Linked DNA regions of Sus scrofa: regions 1, 2, 3 and 5 are each linked to region 4. The links are chromatin contacts, called in public Hi-C, HiChIP or PLAC-seq and promoter capture Hi-C maps. All regions are on one chromosome and are shown on one strand. The core of a region is the stretch at or near the end of the contact, and the rest is flanking DNA. Distances in the headings are between cores, read along the strand shown. Region 1 holds the start of NAA50 (N(alpha)-acetyltransferase 50, NatE catalytic subunit). Region 2 holds the start of QTRT2 (queuine tRNA-ribosyltransferase accessory subunit 2). Region 3 holds the start of USF3 (upstream transcription factor family member 3). Region 4 holds the start of ZBTB20 (zinc finger and BTB domain-containing protein 20). Region 5 holds the start of ATP6V1A (ATPase H+ transporting V1 subunit A).

Region 1 (3,961 bases), core at 967-3,466, 1.3 Mb after region 4:
TCCATCAAAATCTGAAAAAGTCACCTAGAGTTTTAAAAATAGGGAAAGCTGGAGTTCCCGTCGTGGTGCAGTGGTTAACGAATCCGACTGGGAACCATGAGGTTGCGGGTTCGGTCCCTGCTCTTGCTCAGTGGGTTAACGATCCGGCGTTGCCGTGAGCTGTGGTGTAGGTTGCAGACACCGCTGGGATCTGGCGTTGCTGTGGCTCTGGCAAAGGCCGGTGGCTACAGCTCCGATTCGACCCCTAGCCTGGGAACCTCCATATGCCGTGGGAGCGGCCCAAAGAAATAGCAAAAAGACAAAAAAAAAAAGTAAAAAAATAAATAAATAAATTAAAATAGGGAAAGCTAAGGAGGGACACAAATGCTACCTAATATAAATTTACCACTAGTCAAAGGAGTGGTGATTAAGTAGGATTTTAGGGGAAAATGGAAAGAGGACCTCAAAGGCAGAAACCATCTTGACTTAACCTCTTTACCTTTAAGTTTATGGTCAAATACATTTGGTTTTAATCTTTCTAGCCCAGTCAGTTTCTGAATTACTTCCTTTCCTGGGAAATCACGTTTCCTAAAGCTAGCCTGGGTATCCGCAGACCATGATCCCGGCAACACCATCTTTCAACATCTCCCCATTCAATCGAGACTGTAGCATTATCAGCACTTTCTGTTTTGAACCTAGTATATATTTATTCTTTCAACTGTCCTTTCCCTTTCTGCACTGTAACATCAGAGAAGAGAAAGGTAAAAGGCCACCTTTTACCTTTCCAGACCCATTCAACGCTTGCAAACATCTTTAAAACAACCCTTGCAGGGATGTCAGATAAAAACTCAATTACAGAGAATGCACATTTGGAAGCAAGCTTTACAGTGACTCCGCAATGAGGGCCACATTGGTGACATTCTCTCCCAAGCCTGTCTCGCAGGAGACGCCTCTGCCTCCAGGGTTTGTCCTACCTCCCGCTCCCCAGCCTAGGGCTGAATGTAAAGACCATGCAAGGCCTCTGCCAAAGAATGGGTTTTGGGGATTCAGACCTGGAGACTACTGCAGACACCGAGGAATGCCTGAACCAATCCCAATACCCGAAGCCCCGAAGAGTCCGAATGGGTAACCACAATGGCCGCACTCACCCCCAACCGTGGGAAAGGTGGACGTCCCAACCCCTAGGTTGCAGGGGCGACCACAGTGGGGGAGCAAGGGTCAAGATAACTGGAGAAATAAGCTCCTCGCCAATGCAGGATGACAGCGAGGAGGAAGCCCTGAAAAGGAGAAGCCACCATGCACACGCTGCTTTCTCTTCCTCCTCCCACTCCTTCTAGCCCCACCAGCCGCCGGTTACCGGTCGCCGCTCACCTGCCCGGGCGCGAGGTGCAAAAAGTGTACCGACACCGACCGACCCAGAGGCTCTGTCACTGTGGGAGGGGAAGTCTTCAGCTGCAGAGAAGGGGGCGGGCCTAGAGTCACGTGACCTCGAGCTCCGCCCAGTCCTCCCTAGCCAGGCTCACTGCATCTCGTGGGCCTGTATTTTTTCGGATCGTTTGAACAGTAATTTTCTTGCCATTAGATGTTAGGGAAAAACGAAAGTGTTCACAAAGATTATGTTTGTAAAGTACAACGGAGAAGACGTGGGTGGAACGGGTTAAAGTGCATTGCTAAGGAAGTGACGTTCACCGCCGAGGTCTAAGGACCGGAAATGGCGATGGAGTTCCGTTCTCCTGGGGCCCGCAGGTAGAATCACAGGCTTGAGGGTTTGGGGTAGTCACGTGACATGAAAACTTGAAACATGCTGGACGCAAGCCAAGTTATCCAGCCAATTATCAATTACAATTATTTGTCTTAAAAGCACCTCATCTAAGTATTCCATAAGCTTCTTTACATTAAGAAGAACCAGTTTTATAAAATATTAGGAGACAGGCCCGTCTGAAGTTCATACTGGAGACTATCAACTGGAAAGAACAGAGGAAGAAGACTGATCTATTTGAAGTGGAAGAGGAAAGGGAGGGGTGGAAAAAATCTGGATTTTACCGCCAGGGCCGACCCAGCAAGCCCCACAAGTTGTGTTGCAAGGGACAGGAGGAGAAGGATGACGCCAGAAGGCGGAACCCAGTAAAAGATGGAGGTTCTGAAGTGGAGGGGGAAGGGTACGGAAAGATCTGAAGTGCGCCTGCGCGCGAGACGGCCGACGCGCCGGCGCGCAGAGGGGGCGGGGTGAAAGGTCACAGCGCGGCGGCGAGTCTGGCTGGCGGCGGCGGCAGGAGGGAGGCGACTGCTCCGTGTGCACGTGTGGAGAAGTGGCGGCACCGGCACGGCGGCAGGACGCACCGCCGCCCCCTCTGGAGACGCAGGGCTGCGCTCGAATCTCGCGGCCTCCGTCAACAGCTCAGCTCCCTGCCCTAGGCGAGGAGGTCGGCTTGTGGGGTTGAGTGGCCCGAGCTGAGGGCGCGGAGAGCTCAGGGCGGCGACGACAACGGCGTTGATATCGGTGGTAACAACGGCCTCAGCAGGCGGGGAAGATGAAAGGGTGAGGAAGGGCAGCCAGACAGGGCCCGACCGGCGGGAGAGAGGGGCTGCGAAGGAAGTGAGAGATTCTGGGCCAGGACCTGGCGGAGGGAGGTTTGTGGGATTCTCTGCTCACGGAGGGGGCGGAGGCTCGGCGCGGGCTGTTGGCGGGCTGAAGGGCCAGCAGAAGCAAAACCCGGGGAACCCAGAATTTGGGCCCAGAGGACGAATGTGGGTTAAGTGGAAACCAGATCTTGCTGGGGCAGAGGGGACGAGCTCTTGTGAGGCGCCTGTGGCCTCCTGTCTGGGAGCGGACGGCATAGCCACCCCCGGCCCGCGACTCGAGTGGAGTGGTCTGGTTGTCCTCATCAGATCCAGGCTCCACACTGAGAACTGTGGTCTTTGACATCTTTCGGGCTTATTTGTACTTGGAAGCGATGCAGAAGCTTCTGGAAGGAGAAGGAATTTAAATAAAAAGCATGGAGATGAGTATTAAAAGCTAGTGACTCAACTGGATTTGGGTTGGGTCAGAGCGAGTGGAGGAGGGGGAGAGCGCGAGCACTGTAGACTTGGGGTGCCAGAATGTTCAAGGAAGTATTGTTGATCAGTAGGTGGAGCTATTGCTGCAGGAGTTTACTCTTGCCCCAGTGCCTTGAGGGGGGTCCTTGGAAGCTTTCTTCAGGTGCTTGGCAAAGTTAATATACTTTCACAGTCTCCCTCTTGGATAAAGTAAAGGATGGTTTCTCTTCGACTATTTCTATTTGAATAAGCTGTCACCTTACTCTATTAAATTGCTTATTGTTGAAGTATTCATTACATAACACGGTGTTTTAAAATAGTGACCAAGCTGTTTTGCCTTTACCCTCCTTAGAGAAAGAAATGAAATCTTAGCAATATTAAAACCTTTCTGAGATGCCTGAGTTTTTTCTGTTATAGCAAGTCAGTTAAAGAACTGTGTTTTGGGTTAAGGAACCTTTCAAATTATTCAGCACCCCTTTTGAGGATGAAATAAAAGTCAGCGTTCAGAGTCATACTGTCTAAAACAAGGGTGTAAATATTTCTTCGGTGTATATATGTGTTTGAGGTCGCAGAAGAGGTCCAAGAAAGTTAAATTTGACCCAAGGATTGTAATGTGATTCCTTACTCTGATTTTACTTTAAATATTGTGATGTCGAATTGCATGTTTGGGGTTAAAGTTTAGAAATCATGAAAATTTCACAGTACCTGCATTATTTCTCATCAGGTTCTGAAGTGTTCCAATTAGGATACTGATTGAGAGATATTGGAAGCATGTGCTGCACTTGAATCATGATTTAGAAGTTTGGCTATTTTATGTATGATCCAGTACAACTTGGCGAGATTTTTCCTTTTTTCCCGAGTATAGATACTGTCTGTACCACTCAATACTTATTTGTATTTGTTAAAGTAATAAAAATGAGGTTGAAGAGTTCCTGGTGTTGAACTT
Region 2 (3,506 bases), core at 110-2,609, 1.0 Mb after region 4:
ACCATTTACAAAGTGGAAGAGCCAGGGCTTAAATCATAGAAGTCTGGCTTTAAAGGCTGTAATCTAACAGGCTGATAGTCTATTAGAAATCCCATCTTGTCCAAAAATATATGCAACCCTCTACATATTAAATGTAATGTTAAGATACAATTTTAATTGTTTTCCATTTTGCTATATTGTTATTATGGTTCATATTTCCCCCATCTCACTTCTCTGCATCTATCCACCCTCCCAGCCTGTACAACCCTTCTCTTATAGTAACACAAATATTTAAATATACTTGTATATGAGAAAGGATGTTCTTCAATAAAAAATGCAAACATACTATACTGTAAGCACTTTTCTGCAATTCACTTTTCTCTTGGGAATTCACAATGGATATTTTTCCTAAAGAAGAGATACAAAGCTTAACCTACCCTTTTAAAATAACTATTTCATGATACTGGACAGTTTTGATGTAACACAGTTTAATCATCCATAAGGTTTCTGATGAATACTCAAGCAGGACTCATGATTGTTATAATAGTCTGAGGGCACAGATTCCCTCACAGATCTTTTTCACAAATCTCGTCTACTTCAGTTTACATGTTCTGGCAGAGTTCTGATTTCTGACTGATTTTTAAATGGTTACCACACCCTAATGATTTAGGTAGTATAGCTCCCATTTTGCGGATGAAAAAATCTAGGATCCAAGCTGCCTAAAGTCATACAACTACAAAGTAGTTAGGCCCAAAGCTCCAGCTCTAAATCTCTACTTTGCCTTATGAACCCGCTTATCCCAGCATAGACTGTCCCTGGAGGCTCAGCCAATAACCATATATTTATCTTCACTCCATTGGGCATTTCCTGGAGTACCAGACCTCAAGAGGCACTTAGCTCAGGTATCTGAGTTCAGTCCAACGCTCCCAAGATCCTAGGCAGTGTAGAAAAAACTTCTACATGAGAACTTGACCCTTAAGCAGAGGTCAGTAGAAAGAAGACAGTTTTCTCTCATAGAAGCGGTGAAGCTCACACGATTTGGGAGAATCTGGACTTACAGAAGCTAGGATCAACCAGAAGACCCCGAAAAATGAAAGAGACATGGCGGGACTACAATCACTGTTACAGCAACACAACCAGGAAGAGTCTGGGCGAGACGTGACACTCTCGTTTCAGCCCTACTCACTCGTAGCATCCCCGACACCAACAAGGAAAGAGGGCACTTACCTGCAAACCGCCCAACTTTTCTAGGGTGGAAATCCCCCTCAACTCCTCGCGGTTGGCTACCACGTGTCCGGCTTGCAGAATTCTCGGCCCCCTAAACCACCGCCTCCGAGGCAGAGCCAATCAAGGGGCATTGCGTCATCACAGAGCGCCAGGAAAAGGCAAAGGTAACAGCAAAGCGAGCTCCTGTGACTGGAAGGCCTAGGGACCGCTGCCGTTGCCATGGGTAACTGAGCAGACTCATTCCCCCATCGCAAAGCCTCATGGGAGTGGTGGTTCGGCGGCGCCCCACACTTGCCTTCTTTGTGGGCTGAGGAACTACAACTCCCAGAGAGACCTGGAAGCAACCTAAGTTAAGGAGCGTTTGTTGCAGCTTTGGCTCAAGTCCGGGCCTGAACCGGGGAAATGCTGCTGACGCCCCAGGAAAGGTCCTCTTCAAAGAAGGGGACGGGGCTGAATCGTTGGAAACAGTTTACAAGGAAGCCGAGTCCCACCAAGGTGATCTGTCTGTATTGGGAGCTCTTGGAGACGGGGAGGGGAGGCGGGAACCCGCCCTGAAGCCCCGTCTGCGCTTCGTTCTTCTTCCCTAAGGGGCATCCTTACTTGGCCCGTCCCCGCCATGACCGACCCAGCCAGTAATGTCCTAAGTGAAGGGGGCCCAGGAACTTTGGGGTTCGGGTACCTTACGACTTGGGTGGGCAGCGTCTTGGAAAAACTCTTTCCATCTAAACGGTTTTCTCAAAAAACATGGAGTCCCAGTTGTGCCCATCCTGCTGAAGAGAATTCGAGAACCATTCCCTCTCCCCACCGCTCCAGGTTTTAGGGAAGTTCCCTCAAGGTTACATTTCCGCCTCCTATGTTTTGCAAGTCGTAGGAAATTGTTCTTTTTTGAAGGGATAAGATCTTCACCTTAAGTCCTCTCTGTCATATCCCTCCCCTTCTAGGTTTACACAGAGTAGCTACGATGAACTCAGGAATGCAAGTGGTTATTGAATGTATCACTTGAAAATCTCTAAATTCAAGCAACAATCAAAAAACAGATCCTATTTTATATGTCATCCCCTTTGATGTATTTTCATCCAACTAATAACCCCACTTAACTTGAAACGTGTAAATGACATGTGCAAAGTCACAGTCACAGGGTATGTGCTTTCCACAGACTACCTTTTTAACCGTCACAAAAATAAATGCTTTAAATGTAAATGGAAGTGCCAAATGGAGTGGCTTCACAGCTGTTTTCACCGATCAGTTACACTTTCTTAAAAATATATCTTATAGACATGTGGCCTTTCTGAGCCCCCAGGCAATAGTGCTTGCTGCTTTATTCTAAATATACCACTTAAATAAAGCACTGGATATATTCCACTTGGTGAATATTTTGCCCCGGATACTGGAGGGTGCAGAATGGAGCATTAGAGAGAGTTGGAAACCCTCTGCTCTTGTTGTACCAGTTCTGTAATGGATTGGATCCAAAATAGGTTATAGATATAAACTTAATGAAAGGTTAAAAACTGAGGACAATTTTGGGGACCCCAAAAGGAAAGATTTATGTTGCTAGTGCTCATTGTTACTACCTAGAGGAAAGATAAAAACACTAGAGCTCTTTGAAGGTCAGTTGTGCTTTAATAGGATCAGCTGTTTATTTGTTGCAGTGGCAAAATTATTCAGCAGTACAGGTGCATTAATTAGTTATCTGTAAGGTCTTTTGAAGGGGAAGTGTTATGTAAGTGAAAGAGTATTATACCTTTCCCTCCCCATGTGTCAGTATGCTAGTTATTCCCTTCTTTAAAAACCCTCCTGAATTGTTAGCAAAGCAAATACTTCTGTTTGTTAAGTGACTAACAGAGGGAATTCTGCAACTTCTGAGGGTTAAGAGAGTGAAGAAAGGCGGTGTTCTGTTGGTCTGATTTCTAATTTAAGATGAATATCTGATTGGCCTGGATAGAAATTTATGTGATTTCTGCCTCTTTACTGATTTATTAAACAGTGGAAGATTGGTTATCCCTTCCTCTACCCTCAACCCCCTCCCCCTCCCTGCTCCTGAAAAGATGGGCCTGAGGAGAAGTGCATACCTTCTCCAAGCAGATTTGCTTCCATAACACTTGAATAATCAGGTTAATTTAATCAGTGCTTGTTTAGATTTTTATAAGGAATATTATATGTGGCATTTTGATCTTAACCCTGGGGAGCTTTCAACAAATACTGCCACATGGGCCGTAGTCCAGACCAATTAAATCAGAATCTGGAGATGGGCCTAGGTAAGAGATTAAAAAACAGAATATGTTCCTGAAAAGGCTTCATGT
Region 3 (3,812 bases), core at 893-3,392, 1.4 Mb after region 4:
GTACAGCAAAATGATTCTCATATGTATATATATTTCAGAATCTTTTCCATTATTATTATTACCAGATATTGAGTGCTATTTAGTAGACTCCTGTTGTTTATTTTATATATAGTAGTGTGTATCCGTTAATCCCGAATTCTCTATTTATCCCTCCCCCTCATACCTTTATCAAATAGAAATTTATTTAATACCTCTAAATTGTGTGTGAAAGGTATTAACATACGTTTTCAATAGTGTTCCAAAGAAACTCAAAGTCTGTTTTCTGAACCATCAAAACTATATGTGTTATTTTACTTTAGCTCAAGGCATTCTAGTTGTTTAGAAAAATCATACATCCCCTAGATATGATATTTACTAACCAGAATAACTTTTAAGCCAGAATACCATATATATATATATATATATATATATATTTTTTTTTTTTTTTTTTTTTTTTTTTTTTGTCTTTTCTGGGGCCTCACCCACGGCATATGGACGTTCCCAGGCTAGGGGTCTAATCGGAGCTGTGGCTGCCGTCCTATGCCAGAGCCACAGCAACGCGGGATCCGAGCAGCGTCTGGGACTTACACCACAGCTCAGGGCAACGCTGGATCCTTAACCCACTGAGCAAGGCCAGGGATCCAGCCCATCATGGATACTAGGCGGGTTCGTTAACCACTGAGCCATGACGGGAACTCCAGAATACCTTATACTCTGATCACGGTGGAAATTATTTCCTACAGCTAGACATGCTAATACTATTCAATTTCTTGGAGATGCTATATTAGCATTACTATCAGGCTCCAAACCCTAGGGTCTTTCTCACTCTGCAGCTTTGAGTGTGCCAAATGCATTCAGAGGTTAATTAGAAGGTCATATGCTGAGATGCAAGATGTAAAGAAAATTTCCAGACTGTTTATAGTGCCATCACTTATAAGTAACACTAACGACCTTCTGTTTCATCATAGCTTTTCAAATGCTGTACAGACGTAATATGCAGTTACTATTTAACTTCACAGTTTCCCCCAGTACAAGGTCAGCTTCCTCTGTACACAGGCTCACTATGCCATATGCTCTGTATGCACCTTCTAGAAATTACCTGGTCTAGCCCCTGGACTAGTAAAGATCTGGGACATTTCCAAATCTGGTGGTGGTAACACGTGGAAATCTTTCGCCACCACTAGGTGGAGGACACCTGTTTCGGGAGAGGAGGGGTTATGAAGTATCAAATGACACCAGGAAAAGGGAGTTGTGATCACGGTTCCGGGATCCCAAACCCATGAGGACCCTCAGGTCTCCATTCTAACACCTGCGGCTCTACCTCCCAGATCTAGGTCTCTAGGAACACAAGCTTGAACTTCCAAACCCCATCTCTTAACGCCACATACTCTCTTCCCCCAGCTAGAAGGCCCTCGGGACATTTCTGAACACGGTTCGCAGGAATCTGTCTTTGTGGCAAATGAAAAATGACAGATAACCACAGCCAACAAATCTGAGTAGTGTCAGGTCGACAACAATCTTCCAGTGAAAAGGCTGTCGGAGACGTCTGCATTCTCTTCTTTCTTCCCCACCTCCGGTTACGAGGCAACACATTCCGCCTTCCTGTTCTCCAGGCTAAGAGAAGCTCTCTAATCGTCCTTGCAAGCCTTCCTTGCCCTCTTCCTTGTCAGTTTTTCCTCTTCCAAACTCCTACTAAAGACGTGGAAAGCAGACCAGAGAACAGGATATACAAAGAAGTTTCTTAAAACACCCTTTTCTAGGTTCTCAAGGCGTCCCCTTTAAGGAACCAGGCCCACCTCTTTCCCATTCACCTACTGGCTTTCCGTCCTGCTCATCACTCTACCCTTAAGAATATTTCCTGTCCCTTCAACCCAACTTGTACACCTCCCGCCCCCCGCCCCTCAGCCCGGTCCTCCTCATTGGGCGGCCCGAAGCCCGTTCGCTCTTCAGTTTTCCCTCCACCTCCTCCCGCCCTCTAGCATAGCGCAACGGCGTTTCGGGTTCTGATTGGCTACCACTGCAGCCTCCCCGGGGTCCGGTTGGTGGGCTGAGTGGCAGGGGCGGGACCGCAGTGCATCCAGGGTAGGCTGTTCACGTGTCGAGCGGCAGCCGCGGGAGGGGTGGGGAGGGACGGGGAGGGGCGGGGGGAGGGGGGCTGGGAAAGTTGAGGCCGCGCTGCCGCCGGGTCTCCGGCCTTGAGGGCTCGGGCTCGCAGCGGCGGCGGTGGCCGCAGGAAGAGGTGGCGGGGCGGGGGGAGAGGAGGGCTTGGGCCCGCGCTCCCCCAGCCCCAGAGGAGCAGGCGGCGGCCGCGGACGGAGAGATTCGCCCGGGCGGTCGGACACTCCTGCCGAACCCGCTTGGGATCATGACCCAGGCGGAGGTCGCAGCCGCCGCCGCCGCGGCCGAGACCACGCAGCCCGCGGGTGAGTGACTGCGGGAGGGGGCCGCTGACAGCCGGGGCGGGGGGCGGAGGCCGGGGCAGCGGGGGCGGCTCCGGGGGGCGGCTCCGGGCTCTGCTCCACCCACCCCCTCCCTGCTCCCGGAGGCGAAGGCTGCGCAAAGTGTGCCTTCTTCCTGGGGACCCCTGCGTGCAGAGCCTTGTGGGGCGCGAGCGCGGAAGGTGCGCGCGCCCCTCTTCTCCCCGACCTACCGGTTCCCCTGCCCCCTGGTGCCGGGCCCGTGAGGGGCTTGCGCTGCGGCGCGACCCCCAGATGCGCGCGAGGCGAAGGAGGCTCCACGCTGCCCCGGGTGCATAAAGAGCTGGGCATCCAGGTTCACACCGGATGGCCTTTGCCTGCCTCCTTCACCTTTTCCTGTCTCCTCATTCCCTCTTTCCTTGCCTTCCGAATTTCCTTCGGACCCACTGGTCAGACTCATGTGACTTGCTTTTTAACTCTCACCCCTATGTCGAGAGTTGCGTCTTCTTTCTAGAAGCTTTTCTTTTCCTTTCTGAGTAGGAGCGGTCAAGCGAATGGCCAACTCTTGAGATTTAGTTCTAGATTTATGAGGAAATATTTGTGGACTCTTGTTCTTTTTAACATCGTGATTGTCGGGTTCTCGAATTCTCACTGCCCCCTTCGCCCCCACTATAGTTACCCTGGGATATGGTCCCTCGAATATATTAACTTTATCTGGAAATAAGAGACTGCTCAAACCTCTATGTGGGATCCCAATAGAAGCTTCCAACTTATGTTCTCATGCCATTTTTACAATTAGGTAGATGTATTGACGTGACACCATACAAAACAAGACAGTTTGGATTAACTTAAGTTTGCATAAAAAAGAGAGTTGTTCACTTATAAACAATGTACAGAGTTCTTGAATAAACCCTTCCTTGAGCAACAAGGATTCTGAAGCCGATTTGTACCATTGACTCTTCTTGAAAAACAAGCAAGCAAACGAACCTGCTCTTTGAAGGAAGTGTTACAGGCTGTAACACTCTAATCATCTTGATGACTTTTTCCTCCTACACGGGACAGTATGGTACAGAGTTGCCATGCTGGATACATTTGTTATTTCCCTTTATTTGTGAAGTACTTTAAAAGTATTTGTTACAAAATAAGCAAAATACTTTGTAATCATGGCACTTCTGAAACCAGGAACAGTATCCTGTCTCAGGAGCAGTGTAAAAAAATGAATACTTAATCTTACATTTTGCTCTAGTCTAAGCAATATAACTTTTGTATACATAGGTCTTATATTCCACATTAAAAGAAAGTTTTGTAAAATCCAGACATAGATGCTGCCTAGAACATTCCTTAATATTAAAGCACCACATTGCATGGACTTAGAGCAGCATAGGATTGAAATAATTACTTGCTAAATGAGTTGTC
Region 4 (3,579 bases), core at 716-3,215:
TATGAGGTCAAGGCTTTACACATTTTTTTTTTTTTCACTAGGGCCAATTTATTTTGCTTAGGTTCTGCTAAAGACCACTAATTAAAGCCAGGCATCTGTACACTTCCTTACAAAAGCTGGGTTTAGCAAGAATCCTCCCTCCCCAATCATCCTAGATTCCATCATCCCCAAGGTAATGTCTGATCACCCTGATCTGTCTTCAGCAAGAATCCTACTAGGTTGGTTTAGCCAAAATTTCCTCTTACCTCTAATATTTCCTCTTATCAATTTTCCTTCTACTGACCCTCACCTTGTTTCTTAGCTAAAGTTCCCACTTACCCCCTCTAAACATGAGGGTGAGCCCAATCTACCTGTTCTGCAAAATCTAAATGCAAAGATCCTAGCCATAGCTATCTCAATGGTCCTGAATAAAGTCTGCCTAACTATCTTTAACAAGTATCATGAATTTTTTCTTTAAGGCAGGCTGGATGTCCCAAGGAAGCCTAAGATAAAATTCAGAGGACTTGAGTTTATTGGAAATAACACATCAAAAGCATGTCCCATAAAAAAAATTATTTTCACATTGCAAATATATTTTTGTACATATGGCATTCTTAATGAAGTCTCTTATTTTGTGATAAATTATTTCTGAATTCCCTAATTATGGCAATTTTTTATTCTGCAGATTTATTTATTTATTTATTTTTTCATTTAGTCCTTTTTAGGAATCTTTCCTGAGCTTCCTGCCGGCTTTAAGCTTCATTCTTTTTTTTTTTTTTTTTTTTTCCCCCTAATGCCTGGGTACTGGACCAACTCTTGGTAAGAATATGTCTCTGGGAAGTGCTATGTTGAGTGACAAATGGATGAGGATGAAGGTTTTACTGAAGCATCTGACCCGCATTTAATTTTCCGTGTTGCTTTATTTGTTCCTTCGGTTTACCCCTCAGGATATTCAATTTTGTAGGCTCCGGTTGGGTCGTAGGTACTTCAGGCGTTTAGTAATCTGCTTTTCCCGCTAGAATAATATCCTCATTTATATTAAGGGCAGCTTACTCCAAACTGTTTTACATAGTATTTTTCTAAACCTCCTGAACGAACACATTTTCCCATTGAGCACTGGCACTGCTTCAGCGGCCTCTGGTGACCTCCCGGCTTGGCAACCTGCACCCCACTCCTCAGGAATCAAGCCTGACCCAGCGTGGCCTTGAGCGCCGCCGCCTCGGCAGACCCTCTCTCCCGTTTTCTCTCACACCGCCCCTCATCCATATTTCTCCTGCCGCCTCAGCTGTCGGCGACAGAGACACCCCGCTTCTCGCCTCCCGTGGCTACCCCCCCGCCAGCCTGCCGCGCCAGACAGCGGGTAACCGCCGCCTCCGCTGGGGCATCCCGGCTCCATAGGCCTAGAGCGCTCCAGACACCTGCCTCTCACTGGCCAACGCCGCTGCCCCTCACGCGGCAGCCCCCTCGGCAATTGGCCCCCGGCCGTCCCTCGTCATCTTCGTCCTCGTCTCGAGTCCCGCCTCCGTCGCCGGGTCATTTAAGTTTATCACAAATAAATAAATAAAGGAGGAAATAGAAATGCGTAGAAAGTAAAAGCAGGCGGGAGGGGGCAGGGGCGTGGAGAAAAAAAGGAGGATCGGAGGAGTAGACAACCACACTTGATCGTGTTTGTGTTGACCAATCATGGCTCACTCCAGTCCGGTCTGACGGGCTCTCTCAACCAATAGAATCCCATCTCTCGGATCACTGAACAACGAGATATGACTGACCTCTCCAGAGTGGGCGAATGTGCGGCAGAGGTGGGGGGGAAGTGGGAAGATTGCTGACCAATTGCCTGTTAACAGTTCTCTGAGCGAAGTTTCCGTGCCCCAATGGGTGTCTGAGATAGCGGATTGGGCCTTTTCTAGTCCAATCGAAGGTGGTAGAGATGAGGGAAGAGGCAATGGGGGCGGGGACAGGTGAGGGGAGGAGGAAGAGTGTATTTTGTTTATGGGCGGCAACTTCACGAGGGGCGTCCCATTCTTATTGGCTCACTGAAGCCAAGAGTGGCATTAGGGAAACCGAATAGTAGGAAAAGATAGAGGGTTCGCGGCGTGAGGCGGCCAATGTGGGCTTTTTGCCGAAGAAGTAGGGGCGGGGGAAGTTTAGGAGTTGAGGAAAGAAGATTAAAGAGCGCGAGGAGGTAACGCCAAAAACTCTAATTTGTTGTGGGGCTGGCGGGCGGGAGGGAGGGGTGTGTGCATGCCGTGGGGGACCAGGCGTCTGCGAGGCGCTAGGAGTTGGGGGTGGCGGGACGGGAAAGGAGGGGCGCGGGGTGGGGTTGGGGGAGCGAGTTAGAGTGGCGAGCTCGCGGGCCGTTGGCGGGCCAAGCGAACGCCCCCTCCCCCAGGCGTCCCCCCTCCGCGCCCCCTTCCCCCGGGCGCCCCTCCTCGCTCCAAGCGGCTGCGGCGGCCTCGCCCGACCAGGCGCGGAGGGAGGGAGCGCGGGAGGGTCCGGGGTCCTAGGGCGGGCGGGGCGTCCCGCAGCTGGAAACGTGTCTTCTGCCTTCTTCTCTCTACTCCCCGCGCCTGGAGCTGCCGCTTCCAAGAAGAGGAGCTGAGGGGGACTAGCCGGGGCTCAGGAGCTGCTAGAGGCGCCCGCTTGTCTTCCGTCCCCTCCCTCCTCGCCCTTCCCCACTTGCCGTGGCTCTGGCGGTCTCTGGAGCGTCTTCAGAGAACTGGGGGGCGGGAGGGGTCCTGGCCCCAGAGCCGCTGGACGCCCCTCAAGACGCGGGAGCTACCGGCCGCCGCCTGCTTCGCTGCTGCGACTGTAGAGGAGGGGGCTTGGGAAGGGAAGACACACCTTTCCTTCTTTCTCTCTTCCTTTGGGCCCCTTTGGAAATATTAAAATATGTTTGCTCTTTTTCATAGCTGAGATAAAATGGTTGGATGCTTTTTGAAAGTTTAAAAGAAACGCACTCTCTTTTACATTGTTTAATGCATTTCTGTCCGGGTGGCGTTCTGGTCACCTCCCACCACCCGCCTCATGCCCCGCCCCTCCCGAAGCTGTTATCCTTTTTAAGGATGCTGAAGAGGCAGGAGGAAGGGATTTTCTAAAAGTTATATTGATAAACACACTTGCACAAACATATGCTAGGCACACACATAAACTATAAACATTAGCGAAAAACACAATATGGCGTACAGCTACGCTACCTAGCACGGTAATCCGCTGATCTCTTAACGCTGAACCCAGTTGAATGGGGTCAGTAGCAGGGTGACAGTTTTCCAATAAAAATTTGAATGAACCAGGAAGTAATTAAAGCCTGTTCGTTAAGTACTGGCCTCAAAAATCACCATTGGCCCAAGCAAAGTTAAACTTGTTAATCTTCTAGACACGTGAAAATTGTATTAACTACTTCTTACCCTTAAGAAAAGCCAAAATGTCGCTAAAGTGCAGTTTTCTCACTGCGTGGTCATGTGTAAATTTCAGCTAAGGAAATTAGCAGAGACCACTCATTCTCCCAATATTTTCAAACAAGTTCTGTTCTAAAGTTAGCTGTTCTTGTTGCCACTGAAAGTTTTAAACCATGAATAATAGGACCACTTTGTAAATTCTCAA
Region 5 (3,469 bases), core at 144-2,643, 1.3 Mb after region 4:
AGAGAAGTGCAAATCAAAACCACTCTGAGGTACCACCTTACACCAGCCAGAATGGCCATCATCAAAAAGTCTGGAGAGGGTGTGGAGAAAAAGGAACCCTAGTACACTGTTGGTGGGATTGTAAATTGGTGCAACCACTGTGGAAAAACAGTATGGAGATGTCTCAGAAGACTAAGAATAGGATTACAATTTGATCCAGCAATCCCACTCCTGGGCATCTATCCAGAGAAAACCACAACTTGCAAAGACACATGTACTCCGATGTTCATTGCAGCACTATTTACAATAGCCAAAACATGGAAACAACCTACATGTCCATCGATGGAGGAGTGGATCAAGAAGATGTGGTACATATACACAATGGAATATTACTCAGCCATTAAAAAGAATGAAATACCGGCATTTTTAGCAACATGGATGGACCTAGAAATTATCATGCTAAGTGAAGTCAGCCATACAATGAGACACCAACATCAAATGCCTTCACTGACAAGTGGAATCTGAAAAAAGGACACAATGAACTTCTTTGCAGAACAGATGCTGACTCACAGACATTGAAACACTTATGGTCTCTGGAGGAGACAGTTTGGGGGTTGGGGATATGTGCTTGGGCTGTGGGATGGAAATCCTGTGAAATTAGATTGTTATGATCATTATACAACTAGAGATGTGATAAATTTATTTGAGTATTAAAAAAAGAAAATTAATAAAAAAATAAAATGCAGTACTCCACATATAGGCAAAGCAAACATAAACTGCTTTCCATTCTCATTATCATATCCTAAGACTATTTTCCCACAAGTAGCTAGTTACGTGATATCTGAAAGAACCATTCGGAAGGATTTATACATGCAAAGAGCCAAGGTTGATATTTCTGAGAAATGCTCTGAAAGCAATTATTAAAATTCAAACCACATTAACAGATATTTAGGTATCACATACTAAAACCTGTAAATTTTTAACAGATATTTAGGTATCACATACTAAAACCTGTAAATTTTACAGCTTTTTAAACTGATTTAACAAAAAAAAAATTAAGACATAACACCAATATACATTTACATAATAAATATTACAAATCAGTAGCAAAGCAATAACCAAATTTAGATAATAAATGTTACAGGAGCCCTTATGATTTCCATATTATCTCAGTCTTACAGCAGCTATGAAATCTTTTAAGGATAGGCAGAACTTATGTAGGGGAATAGAAACTTCTGCATTTCTGCCTAAAACACCTTGAACAGACATTAACTGACGTTAGGAATTTTTACTATTGAGATTATTATGTATTACTTACCAGGTCCTGACACCCCATGCACATAACCAAATGTGCTTTCTTTATCTTCATCAAGTATTTTGGGTAGCTTGGAGAAATCCATCATGTTAATTTACCTATAGAAAAAAAAATTAAGTTATAAGTACAAGTCTTAAAGCAAAAGAACCAATATAGGTGCTGCACTTTGGTGTATTCTTGAGTTACCACTACTTCTGTCAAGTAAAATATAACAAAATTCTTAAGATTTGGGTAAAGTACTTCATTCCTGGATGGCCCACAGTTATTAAAATTCAGAATTTCATATATATATATTTGTCATATATATATATATATATTTGTCTTTTTAGGGCTGCACCTGTGGCATATGGAGGTTCCCAGGCTAGGGGTCTAATCGGAGCTGTAACCACCAGTTTACGCCACAGCCACAGCAATGCAAGATCCAAGCCGTGTCTGCGACCTATACCACAGCTCATGGCAATGCCGGATCCTTAACCCACTGATCGAGGCCAGGGACCAAACCTGCAACCTCATAGTTCCTAGTCGGATTCATTTCCACTGTGCCACGAAGACAGGAACCCCAGAATTATATATCTTAACACAAGGTACTCCATAGAAAATTCCAAGGAGTATAACAAACTATGTAAAGTCTTTCCAGTAGCTGATCTAGCTACTCTAGCTGATTATCTCTCTGACCTCATCTAACTACTCTTCCTTTTAGTCATGCTGCATAAACACTGAACTCTGCCATTTCTCTAAACTTTGTACATGTTGTTCCTTCTATCAGAATACTCTTCTCCCAGATGTCAGCTCCTATACCTCCTTCAGGTCTTTAGTCAACCTCCCCCACCCCCACCCCCAAGGTTTCTCTGCCTATCTGCCCATCTACTTAAAATCACAACATACTTCCCTCCTTCCCTGCTTTTATTATTTTTTTAACCATCTAACAAATTACCTTACATTAAATTTTTAAATGTATACAAAATATTCCTGGGATCATTTTCCCCTTTTCTTTTTTCCTTCCTTTTTTAAAAAAGCACAACACAGAACAGTTTAAGGAATTTGGTTCAACTTCTCTATAAAGTACTATAAAGTATAGAGGTGCAATCTGAAAAACCCAAAGAACAAGTCCAAGTCCAAATAGAAAACTGGTCACAAATACCACAGTAGAAAGTTTCTTTGTAACTTATGGTATAGCTTAATAACTACTGGTATTTAATAAAGGAGATAAATAAGTATATGTGCATAGAAAAGCTAAACAGTATGTCCAAATAACCATAAAGTAAGGGTCACGAATCAATACGCAATAAAACATTAAATAATATTTAAGTTCAAAGATTAGGATGTTCAAGGAAGACATCTTAAAGGTCAGGTAGAGTGAGCATAAACTAAGAAGGACGGCAAAAGCATCCCAGGTGGGGAAATGACAAGAATGGAAAATGGGAAAATTTCAGGAACAGTTAACAGACTAGCCTGACTGGAATAAAAGATTTATGCTAACGCAAGAGTGAGAAATAATAATGTAAAGGTGGAGAGACTAATTTGTGGGTCTTGAAATGACTTTATCCTACAAACAATAGGAAATAAAAGCTTGAGGAAGAACTGTTAGGAGAATGATGTTTAATTAATCTACCAAAGTAGGGGAGGGGATGCAGGCATGGTAAGCTGAAAGGCATGGGTTGAATGTCAATGTGTCGCCAGAGTTGCCATCGGACTCTTGCTCAAAACTTACCAACCCTTCCCCTGAAGAGGAACTAACATTATCTTTTAAGTCACAAGGTCTGGACATAAAGAAAGGAAACGAAAGGAAGAGAAAAACAAAAGCTGGATAGAACCAGCTGAAACCAAGATGGCAATGAATCTGACTTCCAAAAGACCCTGGATCTCTTTCTACACTGATTTTACTAATATTAGCTTACTAAATGAAACTTAATACATGACTGGAAGTCACTGACCAAAAAAGGACAGAAAAGTGGTTGGCACCCCATTTCCAGGAAAACCCTTACTCATGCCCAGAAAACAAATGCATATGTATCCTTATCTCTCATTCTCACTCCTCCCTCCATCGTCTTTCTTCCTTAAAAGCAAATCCATCTAGCCATTAAGGCAAGAACTTGATTTGTGAACTAAGTTCCCACTTCTCCATTCTCTGGCCACTGAACAAAGTTTATGCTGCTTCAGTCTCAGCTTTGGTTT

Evidence for each region. Promoter capture Hi-C pulls out the DNA fragments that hold promoters and counts their contacts. A called contact is a pair of places that touch in the nucleus more often than the background predicts. HiChIP or PLAC-seq counts read pairs in DNA pulled down with a chosen protein or histone mark.
Region 1: a contact with region 4 is called in a Hi-C map of liver, with 7 times the contacts expected there. The contact joins the promoter of NAA50 here to the promoter of ZBTB20 in region 4. A contact is called at or near these places in 2 of 5 promoter capture datasets (fetal liver and liver), 4 of 47 Hi-C or Micro-C datasets (heart right ventricle, liver, mesenteric adipose tissue and 1 more) and 2 of 2 datasets of contacts at active chromatin or transcription factors (alveolar macrophages and skeletal muscle).
Region 2: an H3K27ac HiChIP or PLAC-seq map of skeletal muscle shows a contact between it and region 4, with 4 times the contacts expected there. The contact joins the promoter of QTRT2 here to the promoter of ZBTB20 in region 4. A contact is called at or near these places in 2 of 47 Hi-C or Micro-C datasets (heart right ventricle and skeletal muscle) and 1 of 2 datasets of contacts at active chromatin or transcription factors (skeletal muscle).
Region 3: a promoter capture Hi-C map of liver shows a contact between it and region 4, with 7 times the contacts expected there. The contact joins the promoter of USF3 here to the promoter of ZBTB20 in region 4. A contact is called at or near these places in 2 of 5 promoter capture datasets (fetal liver and liver), 1 of 47 Hi-C or Micro-C datasets (skeletal muscle) and 1 of 2 datasets of contacts at active chromatin or transcription factors (skeletal muscle).
Region 5: an H3K27ac HiChIP or PLAC-seq map of alveolar macrophages shows a contact between it and region 4. The contact joins the promoter of ATP6V1A here to the promoter of ZBTB20 in region 4. A contact is called at or near these places in 1 of 5 promoter capture datasets (fetal skeletal muscle) and 1 of 2 datasets of contacts at active chromatin or transcription factors (alveolar macrophages).

What each region holds. Positions count from the first base shown.
Region 1 is chr13:146,191,002-146,194,962 of Sscrofa11.1, forward strand. It overlaps NAA50 (N(alpha)-acetyltransferase 50, NatE catalytic subunit), which reads left to right and starts at 2,217. Exons shown (of 5, transcript NM_001244807.1): 1 at 2,217-2,518. The coding sequence starts at 2,511.
Region 2 is chr13:145,878,503-145,882,008 of Sscrofa11.1, forward strand. It overlaps QTRT2 (queuine tRNA-ribosyltransferase accessory subunit 2), which reads right to left and starts at 1,360. Exons shown (of 9, transcript XM_005670209.3): 1 at 1,207-1,360. It overlaps CCDC191 (coiled-coil domain-containing protein 191), which reads left to right and starts at 1,461. Exons shown (of 16, transcript XM_021070343.1): 1 at 1,461-1,701. The coding sequence starts at 1,609.
Region 3 is chr13:146,228,043-146,231,854 of Sscrofa11.1, forward strand. It overlaps USF3 (upstream transcription factor family member 3), which reads left to right and starts at 2,143. Exons shown (of 7, transcript NM_001244860.1): 1 at 2,143-2,402.
Region 4 is chr13:144,853,856-144,857,434 of Sscrofa11.1, forward strand. ZBTB20 (zinc finger and BTB domain-containing protein 20) reads left to right here and starts at 1,966. Exons shown (of 10, transcript XM_021071270.1): 1 at 1,966-2,161.
Region 5 is chr13:146,163,876-146,167,344 of Sscrofa11.1, forward strand. ATP6V1A (ATPase H+ transporting V1 subunit A) reads right to left here and starts at 1,394. Exons shown (of 14, transcript NM_001004042.1): 1 at 1,298-1,394. The coding sequence starts at 1,382.